Linked DNA regions of Bicyclus anynana: region 2 is linked to region 1. The links are chromatin contacts, called in public Hi-C maps. All regions are on one chromosome and are shown on one strand. Each heading gives the region's core, a stretch centred on a gene start, on an enhancer-like site or on the middle of the called end of the contact. The rest is flanking DNA. Distances are from core to core; before and after follow the strand shown. Region 1 overlaps LOC112046662 (sal-like protein 3). Region 2 has its middle 92 kb from the start of LOC128199890.

What was found. A called contact is a pair of places that touch in the nucleus more often than the background predicts.
Region 2: a contact with region 1 is called in a Hi-C map of whole body, with 6 times the contacts expected there. The contact joins two enhancer-like sites. A contact is called at or near these places in 2 of 2 Hi-C or Micro-C datasets (whole body and whole larva).

Annotation. Positions count from the first base shown.
Region 1 is chr3:8,860,719-8,866,804 of ilBicAnyn1.1, reverse strand. LOC112046662 (sal-like protein 3) reads left to right here. Exons shown (of 9, transcript XM_024083373.2): 2 at 1-604; 3 at 1,496-1,681; 4 at 1,898-2,031. Among protein-coding and RNA genes, the nearest start is that of LOC112046662, 19 kb to the left of the region's middle. Within about 2 kb of position 1,349, at least 7 of the 8 cell types and tissues checked have open chromatin away from gene starts, as enhancers often do.
Region 2 is chr3:9,082,670-9,088,891 of ilBicAnyn1.1, reverse strand. No RefSeq gene overlaps it. Among protein-coding and RNA genes, the nearest start is that of LOC128199890, 92 kb to the left of the region's middle. Within about 2 kb of position 2,446, at least 8 of the 8 cell types and tissues checked have open chromatin away from gene starts, as enhancers often do.

The DNA.
Region 1 (6,086 bases), core at 100-2,599:
GGAAATCTTAAAGTTCATTTCCAAAGGCATACTTCGAAATTTCCACATGTCAAAATGAACCCTAATCCCGTTCCAGAACATTTGGATAAATATCACCCACCGTTATTAGCGCAATTGTCGCCGGGGCCCATTCCTGGAATGCCGCCACATCCACTTCAGTTTCCCCCAGGAGCCCCAGCTCCTTTTCCGCCAAACTTGCCATTATACAGGCCACCGCATCACGATTTATTGCCTCCACGCCCTTTGGGTGATAAGCCTCTCTCACATCACCCACTTTTTGCTATGCGAGAAGAACAAGACGCACCAGCTGATCTCAGTAAACCTTCCGCACCAAGCCCTCCTCGACCCGCGTCTGATATTTTTAAGTCTGAACCTCAAGACGAAGAGAGTCAACGAGATTCCAGTTTTGAAGAGACTGATCGTATATCACCTAAGCGAGAAATCGAAGACAATGATATAGGACAAGATGCAGAACAAGATCGATACCCATCCACATCACCGTACGATGACTGCAGTATGGATTCCAAATACAGCAACGAAGATCAAATCGGCAGAGATAGTCCACACGTGAAGCCCGATCCAGATCAACCGGAAAATCTCTCAAGTAAGACTTCATCGATATCTGGACCAATTTCAATAGCAACGGGACTACGTACTTTCCCTTCATTTCCACTTTTTCCACACTCCCCCCCAAGTAGTGTTTCTTCGGGTAGCCTTACACCATTTCACCACCATCCCAATAGTACAATGGATAGTGCTCTTACTCGCGACCCATTGTTTTACAATGCAATTTTACCACGTCCAGGTAGCAACGATAACTCTTGGGAAAGCTTAATAGAAATCACGAAAACCTCAGAAACAACAAAATTGCAACAATTAGTAGATAATATCAATAACAAAGTATCTGATCCAAATGAATGTATTGTATGCCATCGCGTATTGTCTTGTAAAAGTGCTTTACAGATGCACTATCGGACTCATACTGGTGAACGACCATTTCGATGCAAATTATGTGGTCGTGCGTTTACCACTAAAGGAAATTTAAAAACACATATGGGAGTGCACCGTATAAAGCCTCCATCACAGTTATTACACCAATGTCCCGTGTGTCATAAAAAATTTTCGGATCCATCAATGTTACATCAACACATCCGTCTTCACACGGGTGAACGAAACAATGTGTTCTTTAACCAGTATCACGATAATGAGATAAACAGTCAGTCATTACCCGGGTCAGACGTCACAGAGTACAATTCCTTCCATTCAATACCGCCTCCTATCTTCCCCACTCCTTCCACTCCCGGCGACCGAAGGGCGGACTCCCGCGGAACCGACGACGAGAGCGGCCGAGACGAGCGCGAGCCCGCCACTCGGGAGTTCGACGACGAACCAGATATCAAAGATCGTCGAACTTCACCGCTCTCCGTCTGCGCCTCGGCGTCCGAATTTGAAGTAAAAACCATCACCACAACGGCTTCCCTCCCATCGGCGACAGGTTCGGAGAGCGGGCGGAGTGCACGGGGGTCGCCACCGTCGCCGTCGCCGTCGCCGTCGGCGCTGTCCACGCCGCCGCGTCTGCCACACCACTCGCCGCTGCCGTCGCCCCCGACGCCCCTGGCGGCGCTCGGCGCGCTCGGCGGATCGCCCTTCAGCCCGCTCGGACTTGCCTTTCCTCCCGCAGGTATGCGATAGCGGGCTCTTGCTATACGTCCGCCCCGGTCGTCCGCTCCACTCCTCTCTCCTAAAAATGATTTACTCAATAACCCCTCTTTGCTGGACAATTCCCATATTAAACTATAAATAACGATTTCCTAGAATTCAACTAAACATTGTGTTGATACGTATTTATGTTCGGAGTTTTATAGTGGCAATGAACAGTCAATTTGTTTGTATGCAGTGCGCGGCAACACAACGTGTACCATCTGCTACAAGACATTCGCCTGCAACTCGGCACTGGAGATCCACTATCGGAGCCACACCAAGGAACGGCCTTTCAAGTGCACCGTCTGCGATAGAGGCTTTTCTACCAAGGTGAGTTAATATTTTATTAAGAATAGTTTTAATAAATACGCAAGTATGTAAAAATTTCACATTTTCACATATTTCATACACCGATACTTCGTATACGTGCAGCTAGCAAAATGATAATCGTGTAGCAGTCACGTTCTAAGTATGAGCTCCGATTGAATACTGCTGGCCCGGCGCCAGCTTTTACTTTATTGTTACGAGTACCAACACAAATAGCGACACAAATCTGCTCTTTTACAACATTTCTTCTAATTTTCACAACATATCAAACCTATCTAATAATTAAACTAGAATAAAATTTTAAAACCAGTAATAACATACATCTAAACGTATCCGCAAATATATGCTTAGTATCTAAACAACCAGTGGATCTACATAAAATTACTTATTTATTAAAATCACGGAAGCCCCTACTCGTATTCGAGCTTTACTCGGAAGTTGGCCGCGACATCGAAAAGCAACTTGCTCGTGCGCTACGACGAACTTTATGCTCCGGTTTCATTTCATCTAAGTTTCAGTGCATTAATTTTGCAGGCCGTAATTACAAGTCCCTAGCCGACGCCTTTAGTTCGCATTAGTTTTAGCCGTTGTCTTTCCTTACATCCGTGCCCACCGACTTGGCAAATAAATGTCGACCAACTCTCGGAAACTGTTGGATATTTGACTGTAAAAATTAATCTAAGTTCATAAATGTATCTCTAAATGTACAAAGACATCATGACGAATGTTTCTTATATATGTAATACTAGCGGACCCGGTCAAGCTTCGCTTTGACTTTTGTGCACTTCTTCCCTACCCTTACCCTACTCCTACCCTCCCCCTACCCTAACCCTTATCCACTACCTAACTATGGCTTTACATTAAAATTTTCGCAGTTCAAAATGATTGTTTTTAAAAAAAGCAGCAGCTAAATGAAAAACAGACTCAAACGAGAAATAAACAAATATGAAATGAGGCTCATCCACTAATTGACAACCACTCAGAGCAACCAACTATAAAATGTACATAATACCAGAGCAAAAAAGTTTTACCTATGATATTATTACTGTACAGTGTAGATTATAAATCGTGATGAAAACTGTAGATGATTGTAGGACTATACCTACTCATACCATATATCTAAACACTCTGTGAGTTCCCGATGAGCACAAAAGAGTTTGAAAACTTTTTATGTAGGTAAATGTTAAGGTATTTATGCAGCCGTCTCTGTCACCCCGTCTACATATTCCTCGCATTAACCTTAAATGGCAGTTAAGTCCTTTAAGCGACTTTCTTTAATGTCTATTTAAGTCTTAGGTAACAAACTACTCACAGGCCGACCACTTCGCGCTTTCGCTGATTTATCGATGTGGCTTGTTAGTTTGATGCAGTTGGAAATGCAATTCTTATTTACGTATGAACTATTGTCTTAAAATAAACCTTACCATTTCATTAATTAAGGAACGTTGAAAAGAGAAATTCCAAATTGTTTTGTTAAAAGTGTTCAATAAATAAATTGCCCACATACTAACGAGTTTATTTTAAGTACGAGTACCTACTTTCTTTAGGAAGATATAAATTCAAAATATTTTTATTTTTATAGACTAAAGCTTGCTTGAAGTAAGTTTACTCAAAAAAATCTCAATAATTATTAAGTGCATCAACAAACACAAGTACAACTACGTTTAATTCAATGTCGTTGCGACATTTCGTCGGATGACAGCTGACCTGAAGCCTCCCCGAATCCTTTCAAATCAAACGGCGGGCGGTATCATAAAAGAAATCCGATCAACAAAGCTCCGGTATACTTACTTATGATCAAATATTTAAATAATAAAGCAACTTGAGGTCTACTCAAAATAATTAATTCAATATTTTATACAATACGCAAAGGTTGTTAAAAGAACACAGCATTTTTTTCTTATTTATATTGCCTACCTACCGGGCAATTCAAGTTTTTAATCAGTTCGACCAATATTTCATACGGGCGTACCGCCGCGCGTCTTGCTCGCTCGTCGCCACAAAAATGATAACTCATAAAAACAACGTCACGAAAAACGATCGGAATATTAATTCACGTCGTAAAATATTTATTGCTTATAAATCCTTGAGCCTTTACCTACGCTTCTCGTCATAAAAAGATTATTTATGCTTGACAAAATAACATTTTTCGTAAGTTTCTGAAAGTGACCACGCGGGACTCTTATCAATAAAATATACCTACTGGAGTTATTTATTGCGGCGCCTCTACTATATTTAAATGGTCTATTACCAGTGGTCTGACAGCGCCATTCATAATGTTATATTATCTACTATTACATATAAGTAGACATTACAAATGTAATTGGAAATCTACCTACGAGTAACTACATACTCGTAGTTCTAAAAACATATCCGCATAAACATAATTATCTAATAGGTCAATGGCCTTCCAGTAATTTAGTACGCAGGTTCCAACTACCTAATACTAGTAGGAACTTTCTGTGATATTTTTTACGAGTTGATTATGCACACGTAGCAACTGTGGGCCTACAAACTACGAAAATATATCTACGTGAACACAAATGTACGGTAAATGATTTTCTAATAAAATGCAATTTTTCACCTTGGTACCTATTTTTCCATAACTAGGTGCCTTCGTTCTGTCAAATCTGTGGTTTATATGGAAACATAAAAGGGTCGTCTTTAACTACTATTTTCCTCAAAATTTTTACGTTACCCTAAGTATAATAACTTAAATGTGCCTAAAATATAAAAATAAAATTAATTTTGATTTGGTTGGGCCGTTCTCCTTTCAACGTTGACTTAACAAATTGATTAACCTATATATATATAATACGTTAATGGTTAATGAGCAAGCTTAAAAGCATAATTTGATTTAGTTCTAAATCAAATTATTTTTATCAGCAGCGATACATGTATTTTTTTAATCACACTGGAAATAGAAATTATGCGTGTACGAAGTGGCCAATAAAATTATTATTGAATACCAGATTGATATAATAAATTCTTAACCAGCGGAGCGATCTAGGCTTTTTTATCCCTGTTCAGAATACGTACCTCAAACTTATAAATAGGTACCGAGGCACGAGTAACATAACTACCTACCTATCAATTTTTTGTCCGTCCACAGTGGAATTTAATTTATGATTCTATCATTTTCAATTAGGTAACAATTAAACTTTGAAAGCCATGCTTTATACCATTATCGACTGATACGAAAAAATAAAACGAATATACGTATCTACGTATTGGCAAGTAGGTAGGTGTATATGTAGATAGGTGTTACGGAACAAGTCCGACGAATGTGCTATGCTTATATTTTCTGGCCTTTGTGACATATTAGAGCCTTTAGAATGTATAAGAGACTCTTACTTACGAACTACTATAAATGTTATAACGTGTTAGATTTTTAATTATTTAATAATTATAATTTATAAATACATAAGACAACATATAAAAACTCCTTCTTCCAGATAAATATTTTAATGTGTACTGTTTATTAATGATTATGGTTTTATTCTGAGGTTTGGTGGGGTATTGTGGTCTATGAAAAGGATGATGGCATGTTATGTGCTATGTGGTGTTAAGTAAATTTAATTAATGTATTAACCATCTACTAAAGTAACGATTTGTTTAAGAATGAGTAATAAGTTAAGTATTTGGAATAAGTACAGTTTAATCATTCCAGCTTGTGTTATTTTATTCCTATTCTATTAAACGTTATACAATATATAACATATACAATATATAATATATACTTTACAAATTGTATATCTAACTTAACAACGACCAAACATTAAGCTACAAGCCACATTATTGTTTTAGTACCTACCTACGGCTTAATTAAAAAAAAAAATCCATTTTTAAATTTTTTAAGACAAGAAATAAGCATTAGGCTACTACTAACTATTCCTCGTTACACAAATGCCTGGGCAATGCGACCAAAGCACGGACTGCGCATTTTGACTGTAACATCGTTGTAGGTAGATAAAATAAAAAAGTAGGGTAAGTTACCTAATTAACAGACAAAAGTAATTACAAATCAAATTATGAATCTAATTAGGAAATAGAATAAA
Region 2 (6,222 bases), core at 1,197-3,696, 220 kb before region 1:
GCCATAGCTTCCGTACAACGTGTCGTAATAAACAGCTAATTGTCTAACACTGATTATGATGACGCTTTGATTTAGTTTTATGAATAATTCACCGGAAACACCAACTATTGTATGCCGTCCATTTTATAAATGAATGCCTTTGTTATTTTTCCTGATATATTATTAAAAAATATGCAAATCGATCGCAATGCGACAGGATGTTCATTTTTGTAATAATGCCGATGTATTTGCATGTAAATTAAGTCCGTATCCGCGGATGTTGCCATTACAAATTGTAATGTGCATCGTCACAGTTATAAAAATGCACGTTTGATGGGCTCATAACATTGTTCCAGTTTTCGATAAAATTTCCTTTTTTATATTTATTATCGATAAGGTCGCGTCGTTACATTCGGCGGGTAGATAAGCTTTTACAAGGCGAATTATGTTTAACTGGCGTCTTGGTATCGTAATGCTCCAATTTGGAGTGTCACAGAAGGAAGACCGTTTTATAGCAGATCACCTTTTAAAGTTCTCTTTGATACTGAATGTAAAAACGTTATGAAGATGTTTCGTTTAACGGATGTTTGCTACTCGAAATTTTACAGGAAAAAACAACGAAAACATAAATAGACAGAGACAAAGTCACTAGCGAGGTTTAACCTTTGAACTATGGACCTGATTCGCACCCAAATTCACCAACAAAAAAGTCTGTCGTTTTTTGAGGGGGACGAGGTAAACTCACACATCAAAAACATTTAACACCATTAAATATATTCAATACACACACGCGTAATTTTTACACTGACACATCGCTTAGACTATCCACAGAATATACACATAGAATGTTCGATTCGATCGATTTTTTGCTGTTCCGTCAAAAGAATCGATTCTTTTATGAAATTGTTTTTATTACAAATTTGATAAAATTATAGTAGAAATACTTACAAATGTAACGTTACTCCATCATTTACTAAACTACAAGTTTTTGGCCGTTTTTTATGCCATTCAACTACACAAACCGGCATTTTTAAGGAGCTCTTTACACGACGAAAACGATTCCAACAATGAAACATCGACTTTAAAGCAACAGTTTTTATTAAGCGCGTTAGATCATTGATTTTTGATCTTTGCCAGAGGGGTAACTGTCAGCGAGGTATGTCCTGTTATTAATGGTCGAAGGGTTTAACTGATACGCGAATCAGGCGATATGCTAAAAATATTTTTTTCACTGACTCGATTCCAAATCATAGACTATAAAAAAACAGCTTATAAAGCCTTTTTGATGTCTAATGCAAGCTGAAATTATTCAAGTCTTAATGATAGAAACGGCGGGACTGATTTAAAAATTGTGTCTATAGAACTTACTCTATTCGTGACTATTTAGTTGTTCAAAGTATGTATTTATTATACCTATTAAATGTACCTCCTTTTTGCCCTTAGAGCAGTAATTACCTAATTATGTTTATTTACTAGCGGACGCCTGCTTCTTTGCACCCGTGAAATTCGGTTTTTCACAAATTCCGAAGGAACCATTGATTTTTCCGGGTAAAAATTTCCATATCAATAACCTCACTATCTTATAGAGAAAGTCCCATTAAAATCCGTCTAGCCGTTCCAAAGATTAATTAGCCCGGACAAACAGACAGACAGACAAAAATTGTTTATGTTTTGGTACCTATCGTGCAAACAACTATAAGCACTTGAGATAACACAGGTATTATGAAATCACCGATATAGAATAGACATTTCAATTTTATTTGTTATATATCGATTAATTTTAATAATAATTGTTAATGGACCATGAATCGCAAAATTTCCGGTGCTCGTCAGCTGATGTCCCTATTTCCTTGTTCCAGAAATATACAGTATCTTAGAAATCTGATAAGGTTCTATCTCTGTTATAAGTAGTTCCGCTATCGGCCGATAGATGGCGTCAGCTGTATCACAACAGACTGTCGGTTCAATAAAGCTTTTGCAACTAAATAATATAATTGTATCAAGTTTTATCTTAAAAGCACTCTTTTGAGACTTTAAAATTTTTAAATACTCAATATAGATAATTAACTGATTTATATCGGCAAAGATTTTTAATTACAAACATATTTTGTTCGTTAAACATTTAAAAGCAGTTTTTAAAGTGTGCTGATAGTTAAAATTAATGTGTCCACATAAATGCAGTTATGCCAGTCACTCACGATCAAGTTTACGCCAGAGATGTGGGCAGAGAAATAGCATCGAAATATTTGTATAGGTATGCTTTCGGTTTTTTTTAATGTCCAAATTCCTTAGTGTACTTGACGGTATACACTTGATCGTGTGTGTCCGGCGTTATTTGAAAGTGGTTCTCCGTCGGCTCGCTGTGGACGCCGCCGAGGCGCCGACGGGAGTGCAGCGCTCGCTGCGTCAGTGCGGAGTGCAGTCGGGAGGCGCCGCTGCACGCTGCAGGCTGCACGCCCGCCCCGATCCGCCCCATTCCCCACCCCCCGCGCCTCCCTCCCTCGCCTCATCGCCACGACACCAGTTGTTTTGATGTACGGCTACTCCGCTCTATGCAAAACTTGTCTTGTTCCTTCAATATAACGCTACCAGGGTCGCAAGTTCGACCGTTTAACTTCGAAATCTGCAGTTCTGTAGATTGCTCACGCGGGCTCAAGTTTCCGAACACTGTACTAGTAGGTGTTCGCTTTCGGATGTGTTGGCTTCGTGTAATGACTTATTGCTTTGCTTTACTTGGAGTTTGGTATGGTTTTGTCAAATTCAAGAATTAAATTAGGTATATAATTATTACTTACTGTTTATTGTAATAGATGTCTATCTGAGTGCCTATGAGTCATACAATACTTATCAGTAAGTTTACGTAAAACAAGAGTTTAATACAAAGAAGTGCATCAACTTTTTTGATAGGCTCAAATTTCATGCGCCATTGGAAATAAAGTGGACTAAGCTATTGGTTAAGCTTCCACCTTCATACAGGAAGTAAAATAAATACTAATTAAATGAATATGAAACAATGCTATCACGGCTAAGGGCCTCGTATGAGTTCGAAACTAGTCGGGCATACTCCGACCTAATATCACGTGAGTTTTAGCCGTGTTTTATACCTAATCATTTAATACGAATAACACTCACGATAGTTTAAATTCTAAAAATAAAAATTCTAATTAATCTAACTATTGTAAACTATACCTAATGTATGATTTCTTAAAAGACTAACTGTTGAGTTTAATGACAGCTTTTCTCAACAGATCCTGCCTTCCTTAACCGTGGTTTAGTCACTAGTCATTTCAAACAAAAAAACAATAGACGTTTCAAAAGTTCGTATACTAAACCTACTAGAAAATGTCAATCATTATCACAAAATATATCTACATAACATCTACCTATAAAAATACATTTGATACCATAGTGTAATACAGTAATCTGAAAGAGACATACTTACCTTATGAGTTTATCTCAAAATTTCGTCTAGGACGACTCTAACTTGGTAGTTTTAATTCAAATCGATACTTACATCCCAAAACTAAAAAAAATCTTCCATGTGAATCCTGACAAATATGATCGTCGGTACTGACACCATCTCTTAATTTCCAATTAAATTGTTTTTACTCTGTTTACATCTGAGCAGCGTTTACATCGCAAATTTGTCAGGAATCAAGAATCTACCGAAGCTATCGATGCCACACAAAAAGTCGAACGATGGACAGATATGTACGTAAAACATTACTATGTCATGGCGGAGGGATTGTTCGACATCATCCATGTTGCGAAATACCGGAATGTCGTTGTACGAAACCAGTTATCAGCAAAAAGCGAAGTTAATTGATTTCGTTAGTTTAGGCATACTAATTTACTGATAAATATTTAGCGGCCCGCCTTATACGTTTTGCCGCTGCAGATGGCACGTTACTTCTTGTTTTACAATAACAAAATTTTATGGTACCCATCTCGATGAAGCTGCCGCTCATTTTCTTCCCATTCGTAAGTTTTCCCTGAATGAAGATGGACTAACGCGCTTCGATCGTAGATAAGGAGATTTATTGCTGCTATATCGCACAGGTATTTTGTATAAATGGCTACTTGCGTCTGTTCTACGATCAACTACAATTGCCGACTACATAGTTGTCGCCCCGTTTGGTCGTTTGAACAAAAACGCTTCACGATTGTGGTGCGCTGTCGGGTTAAGATAGGCGTCCACATATCGGCATCGTAAGTAACAGTGGTTCAGTTGACGCACTTGTATCATACAATATCTCTATACAAAGAATACTACGATCCGTTTGATGCGATGCGTTCGCTACTTACGATGCAGATATGTGGACGCCGACCTATGGTGGCATGAGCACAGAATAGAGATATGAGATGATACAGAATGAGTCTTCAAGTCAAGCGGTGAGGCCGGTGCAACTCATAAAAAACAAACAAGCGTCACGCATCTCCTTATAAAATATAAAATGGGATAAAAAATTTTCATAATTTGTATTTCAAGATTTAACTAACAACAATTACCTACGTAATTAATAGCAACCTAGACCAAAATTACCTAAAAAAAATACTCCACCTTTAGTTTTTGTGAACACTTTTAAAATATTTAAAAATATAAGACGCCATTTTTTTTAATAATAGTGAAAATTACTAATGCGACGCTTCGTGTCGTACTGACTGAGAATGTATTCGTATTTGGAAAGGCTGCATCACTGCCGTGTTCCGTGCGCTTCTGCCTATTATTCTTTAATCTGTGGACATGAGAAAAAGGATTGCAAGTGCAGGCAGTAGGGACTTATTGGGTTTTTCTGCAGCGGCACCGCAACCGCGGGTGGCGCGGGTGAGGCGAGGACATGTTTCATAATTAGCTCTGTTATGAATTTTATAAATATTTCATTCCCTCACGAGTAGCCGACAATTAATTAACTCCTCGGTGCTTACATTAATTAGTAGGAATCGTGTTCTTTCGTTGTATTCGCGACTTGAAGATCGATATTCTAGAAATAAAAGCCTTTACGACGATTAAAACTCTTATTCCTTTTTATTATGAAATAATGACAGAGAAGACCACCCTGACGATTTTTTATATAAATTTGCTCTCGACGGTTTTAATTAGTAGTTGAGGTACCTACTTATTATTATTTTATTGTATCAATAGAAGTTGCTTTCTTGGAATTTATTATGAACTCAGTTATGACTTTACAATCCATAATTTGAACCTTAGATTATATTGGGATCAAATTGAGGATGGCATTAAACTTCATAATTGCATTATTATTTAATAACACGACGAAATTGATTGACTGAATTAGATATAATATAACTTAGACGGTCCTAATTATACAGTTAGGTAGGCGCCTACCTACGCTTTAAAGAATTGGATTACGATCATTTCTATTTATTATATTGATAATTTAATCTATTTTTTACTTGTCCTAAATATATTAACATTCTAATTTTTTTATTCTTTACAAATTAGCCCTTGACTACAATCTCACCTGATGAGTCGAGATGAGATGATCTCACCAGCCAGATCTGGACCAATTTAGAAAACCTCAATCAGCCCAGCCGGGGTTCGAACCAGTTAGACTGATAAACAGGTTCTGGGTCTTATTTAGGTATACAAGAAATTCACAATATCGTCGGTCTACCTCTGTTAAAAATACAATGCCATTGAATCTACCACTTCATTTGTACCATCTCCTGAGGTTTTAAAAGTGAGGAACAGAGAGTGCCAACTGAAATAACCATATTAACAAAATATTAGTGATAAGCTAATATCAAAATTTGAGTACGGTATCTACCGCAATTTCTTCATTTTAAGACTCTGGCCATATAGGTTGCTCAAGAGTATTTCCCATAACTTTAGAGGAAAATTAATAAAAATATTTATATTAAAGATATTTAAGGAAAAATAATTAAAAATATCTAAGGAACATGTGATAACAATGAATATTTTCGGAGTAAAAAATAGATCTTAAATTGTGTAACCTAACCTAGCCAAACTTATTCATTGATAAATATCATGAAGTAGCTTACTAGTGATCTGAAAAAAATATATCAAAAGGTCACTAGTGTATCTAACGTATCATCATCATCATTAGCAACCCATTTTCGGCTCACCGTTGAGCGCGAGTATCACGAGTCAAAATGAGAGGGGTTAGGCCAATAGTCCACCACGCTAGCCCTATGCGGATTGGCAGACTTCACACACGCAGAGAATTATGAAAATTCTCAGGTACGCAGGTTTCCTCACGA